Linked DNA regions of Zea mays: region 1 is linked to region 2. The links are chromatin contacts, called in public Hi-C maps. All regions are on one chromosome and are shown on one strand. Each heading gives the region's core, a stretch centred on a gene start, on an enhancer-like site or on the middle of the called end of the contact. The rest is flanking DNA. Distances are from core to core; before and after follow the strand shown.

What was found. Hi-C and Micro-C count contacts between places; a contact is called where the count stands out from the background.
Region 1: a Hi-C map of ear shows a contact between it and region 2, with 2.2 times the contacts expected there. The contact joins the promoter of LOC100381655 here to the promoter of LOC103639378 in region 2. A contact is called at or near these places in 3 of 25 Hi-C or Micro-C datasets (ear, endosperm and leaf).

Annotation. Positions count from the first base shown.
Region 1 is chr9:150,524,916-150,527,669 of Zm-B73-REFERENCE-NAM-5.0, forward strand. LOC100381655 (Glutamate decarboxylase 1) reads right to left here and starts at 1,343. Exons shown (of 5, transcript NM_001174470.1): 1 at 1,163-1,343; 2 at 749-953; 3 at 411-611; 4 at 1-307. The coding sequence starts at 1,248.
Region 2 is chr9:150,157,217-150,159,916 of Zm-B73-REFERENCE-NAM-5.0, forward strand. LOC103639378 (type IV inositol polyphosphate 5-phosphatase 9) reads left to right here and starts at 1,308. Exons shown (of 5, transcript XM_008662130.3): 1 at 1,308-1,737; 2 at 1,943-2,178; 3 at 2,364-2,700. The coding sequence starts at 1,711.

The DNA.
Region 1 (2,754 bases), core at 93-2,592, 370 kb after region 2:
GCGGCAGGCGGAAGTCCCACTCCAGGTCCGGGTACAGGAAGGGCGCGATGAAGCCGCCGCTCGCCGCGTCCACGTGGATGGGCGTCTCCCACCGGGTCTCCCTGTTCTTGGCTTGGAGCAGGTCGTTGAGCAGCTTCACGTCCTCGAACTCGCCGTTGAGCGTGGAGCCCAGGATCGCGGCGACGCAGATGGTGTTCTCGTCCACCATCTCCACCGCCTTCTCGGGGTCCATCACGTAGTAGCCGTCGCGCAGCTTCACCTCCCTGAGCTCCACCTCGAAGTACCTCGCGAACTTCTCCCAGCAAACCTGCAGGACTCAAACGGGCGATCGCGCGCGACTGGTTTAGAGCCGAGATTCGTCGCCTAGCTTGTTGGGATTTGGGGGCCGAATGAAAACGAACTGTTAGTACCTGGACGTTGGCGCCGGTGACAATGTTGGGCTTGTCGAACGGCTTGCCCTCGGCCCTGCGCTTGTTCTGCCACCTGCGCTTGAAGGCCAGCCCGGCAAGCATGATGGCCTCCGACGAGCCCACCGTGCCGACGCCCACCGCCGTCTCGGACTCGCCCAACGGCGCGTTGAAGAGATGCGCGATCATGTTCACGCACCGGTTCTGCAATGTCGCCGCAGTCGAGTGTCAGGAGAGAGAAGACACAAAATCTGAGTCGGTTCTGCTGGAACTGGCTTTTGGTCAGCCAACCAAGAACTCTCCGATCAAAAAGATCGTTGCTGAGGGTGATGATGATGTACCTGGAGCTCGGTGGTGACGGGGTACTCGTCCATGTCGACGTAGTTCTTGTTGATGGCGGCCATGATGAGCTTGTCGCACTCGGGCTCCATCCAGGTGGTGACGAAGGACGCCAGGTTGAGGCGCGGGTTCCCGTCGAGCATGAGCTCGTCGTTGATGATCTGGTACGCCGCCTCCTTGGGGATGGAGTTCTCCGGCATGCGGTACCTGCGGCGCGGGCGCGCGGGCACGGACCAAAAGTCAGTATGTCAGTGCTCAAAGCCATAGCCACTAGCAGCTGCAGATAAACCGGCCGTTCCAGCACACAAACACCGGCAAGAAGAACATGTTCACGCGAGATGGAGTCGCCGGCCGGTCCAATTGCAAGAACAGCTGCGAATTAAGGGGAGTAGTGGGGGGGAATAATGGGTGCGTACCTTGGGAGAGACGAGCGGACGTAGCGCGACGCGAACGTGGAGTGCACGGACATGTCACTCTCGGAGACGGCCTTGGAGAGCACCATGGCTGCGATCGATCGAGCCGGGCGATCTGCCAAACTGTTGTTGGTTTTAGGCTTGGGGAAGAAGACGACTTGCAGTTGCAGGGGATTGTGTGTTGTGTGTCTGTGGCAGGGGTACCGCGGCCGCGCTGGTATTTATGCGCGCCCCAAGCGGCGAGGCTGGCCCGGGCAAGGAAGGGGCAGGCAGGAGACCTGATGCTTTAGCATGTGTGTATACGCGTACGGCGTACGTTCAAAGAAAGTGACCCCGGGCTTCTAGCAATAGCAGGCCACTTCTCGCGTCGTAAGGACGGTAGCAGTAGCAGTCTATCTAGAATCTAGATGGCAAGGCAAATCGAAGCGAGAGAGCAGCGGTGGTGGTGCCGTTTCTGCGATGGGCTTTGTTCCCACCACTGCGAGTTCTCGCTTACCATATAGTACTTGTTCTCGCATAAAAGAAACAGATCAGTCCATCAGTCCATGTATATGCAAAAAACACGTCTTGGTGAGAGTCAAAGTTAATTTGCTCCAGAAGGACACTGGTCAATATTTAAGCTCCCGTTTGGCTCTTCGCATCACCCAAAAAACGAGAAAGAAAATAACGACATGAAAATAATAAAGAAATGACCTGACCGGCTGGCCGTGATCAAAATGAAGGCTTTTGAGTTTTGACCCGAGGGAGCAGGGAGGGGCCGTGCCGTGTAGCAGTACAGAGTTCCTACTCCTGGAAACAAAAACAAACTGAACCAGTAAGGAACGAGCAAACCATATGTATGTAAAAAGACCGAGTGTACTAGTACGTTTGACATGTATATACATACGCTTCTGTCGGTGACAAACCGGTTAAAAAAATAGCACTAGTAAAAAAGGAACCCTCCGTCGCTGGTTTTACGTGCACTAATTTAAGAAAGTGAGAACAGGCATAAGCTAAACGCTCCACTCACGAGCGACCCACAAGCCAGAAGCACGCTCGCTCTGCCGTCTGCTCCGTACGGGCGGCAGGCGCGGTGCCAAAACTGCGTGCCGCGGCCGGGTTCTGCTCTCGGGCAGCGCGGTCGCGGAAGCCAGGGTCGTGCGTGGGCTCGTGGCATCCGTGTCACGGCGCAGGCGCAGGCGGAGTCGGCGGGAGACGCACCAGCCCGTCCGGACGCCGGTTTGCGCGGCGGGGGGTAGGCGGCAAAACCGCCCGGCACCAGTCCAGCCTCCCAGGCTCCCCTCCTGCGTGCCGTGCCCGTGCCGCGGCAACCCGCGGGCGCGTCGGATCCACCGGCTTTCCGTCCAAGAAAAGGCCACGCGCAGTTTGTCGCGCACGGTATGGGTGGTCGCCGCGTCCCGTCGGTCCTGCCCCACCGACCGACTCCCCGCGTGCCTTTCCAGATAGCCCGGCACGGCTGCACGAGGCTGTACCACATCCACATCCATCCTTAGGTTACTTGCTACTCCTATACTCCCTCCGTTTCTTTTTATTTGTCGCTGGATAGTGTAAAATTGCACTATCCAGCGACAAATAAAAAGAAACGGAGGGAGTAC
Region 2 (2,700 bases), core at 58-2,557:
TTGGTTATATACCATTTGTTTGCTTGCATTATAGTTGCTTTTTTGTGGTTTGAATCTAACAGAAATTTTCCTACTTTTGTTGTATTGTTTATTTTTTAGAAAAAAGTAAAAATATGGGCCTCCAGTTTATAAACACTCGCATGTAGGCTAGCGAGATAGTCTATAGATTAAACAACAGTCGATAAATGATATTAGAAAGAAGCTTGTGTAGCATCGGTGGCCCTATGGGGGCATGCTATGTTCACAAATGCATCAGTGGCCTTGTCAGTTTTATTTTGACCCCCCCTCAAGGCCTTGCAACCATTTCCCAAGCCACGGTATCCAAGAGATGTCAGTGTCACTCAAAGAAGCAGTTGTTCTTAGTATGTGATTTAGGAATTCTATGAATTATATCTATATATGGTTACACAAGTTCTATGCTGACAATATGTAACATGTGTATGCTTGTATTTGAACCTGAAACCTGTGTAGGCTGGTGTGAGATCTGTTTATGGTATTTTTGGTAACCTGAAACCTATTTTCTATGTTGTGTATGTTGCTTTTTGGTAACCTGAAACCTATTGTGTATGTTGTGCATACTACTTTGTAGAAACCTGAAATCCGTTTTGTATATAGCAACTTCTATGCTGGTACGAGATTGAAACCATAGAAGGTGTTGTTTTGTATGCTGCTTGCATGCCCAAGGTCCCACAAAGCTTCTATGGTTGAGACTAAAGAACCTACTGTTTTGTATGGCACATGGTTCCACAAGGTTACCAAAGAAGTTGATGTTTTGTATGTTTAACCTGAAACCTGTGTTTGCACAAGGTTCGGACAGCATCTTCCATGGTTCAGACAGCAACTTCTACATCAAATAGTTTCGTTTAGATTTAACATAGATTTATTCAGACTAAAAACTTTTCTCAACACAGATTCTGCATTGTCCTAATATGGCGCCCGTAAGGGCGCTTCGAGTTCTAGTACATTTATAATAGGTACCATTCGAATTGAGATAACTTTTTCGCGATTTTTTTTTAAAAAAATCCATGGGTTTCAGATGTAAATGTACCGGACGTACACATTAGCACTTGCGAATTGTGATTGCAGGCGCTGACTTGGAGTGGAGCTGTCGCCGACCGGCTGCTGGTGGAAGAGGCAAAGATTCCCATTCCAACAATCTCTCTCTATCGTGCCCTCCAGACAGGTCACTCCACGCTTTATTTGACCATCTATATATGGCGTCCAAAAGCCGACGTCATCCCCCTTTCCTCCACTTTCACTGCCATCCATCCTTCGTAGTAGCTAGTACTCCCTTTTTCCCCCTTGGCCAGGCACCATGCAGCGCACGCGCCCGACCGACCTCTAGTGACTAGTCCTACCCAAGTTAACATCCGGCGGTTAGCTCTGGCTGTGAGCTGTGCCTGTGAGAGTGCGTGAACATGGGCGGGCGGGCGCGAGCTGCTCCATAGATTTTTGTCTCCGCGCGGCGCGCGCCTTGTCATGTAGCCCCCGCGGCGCCTATTTAAGCCGCTGTTCTCTTCCCTTTCCGTCCTCTAGGCGGCCTCTCAGTTTCATCTCGTCTTCGTCCTCCGGCGTTCTTCTGCTCTTCTCCGCAGTCGTCGTCACGTCATCGCCCTATAGCTAGCTTAGCTAGACGACCGCTCGCGAGGGCATACGCGAGGCTACGACTCCATCGTGCTGGTGGTGCTACAAGCTCATCATCAGTTCATCATGCTAGAGAACCAAAAGCAAGCGGAGGTAGGCCAGCCCGGCCGAGCGCACTCATCATCACGCTCTGTTGCCGCCTTCTTGTAGATCTATCTCCTCTCCACTTGATGTCCGATCCCGCTACTCGCTCATCTTCCGAGCTAGCCCCAGCTCCGACACGGCCGGCGCCCTCTGCGACATGGTTTTGTGTGTATTGTAATATACTAACGCTAGCTGTGTGCGCACATGGGGCTAGGTTCTCTGGCCGCGGCTGGTGGCCAACAAGCTCTTCCGGAAGACCTCGGGCAGCCACGCCTTCGTCGCCGATTTCCCGGCCACCGATGGCGACGGCGATGTCGTCTTTGGTGGAACGGAGTTCGACGGCGGCGGGTGCAGCCCCGACCCCGACGACGCGGACGCCAGCCGCTGCGTGAAGCGGGCGCGGCCGCAGCCGCAGCCGCAGGAGCGCAACAAGAAGACCCTCAAGTACAAGTACGTGCTTCTCCTATTGGCCATGTGCACTCGAGCAGTAGCCAACCATGTATTCCTCAGGGAGAGGAGAGAGCCGTGAGTGACTACTGGCTGCTGCCTGCTGCTGCTGTGGAAGAAAGTCAAAATCGCCGCTAAGTAAGCTAAACTGGCGTCTCGCTATCGTCTGCTGGCATATGGCATATCAGGCTGTTCGCGAGCACGTGGAACGTCGGCGGCGTGGCGCCACCGGACGAGCTGGACCTGTCGGACTGGCTGGACGGCGGCGGCGGCGACGACGACGACGGGCCCTACGACATGTACGTGCTGGGGTTCCAGGAGGTGGTGCCGCTGCGCGCGCGCAACGTGCTGGGTGCCGACAAGAAGCGCGTCGGGATGCGGTGGATCGAGCTCACCCGCGCCGCGCTCAACCGGTCGTCGTCATCGCACGCGCAGCGCGGGGGAGGGAGCGGCGGCGGATCAGGCTCAGGCGACGGCGGCGGCGGCGGCAGGCAGAAGGTGCACCCGGTGCGGGACGGCGGCGGC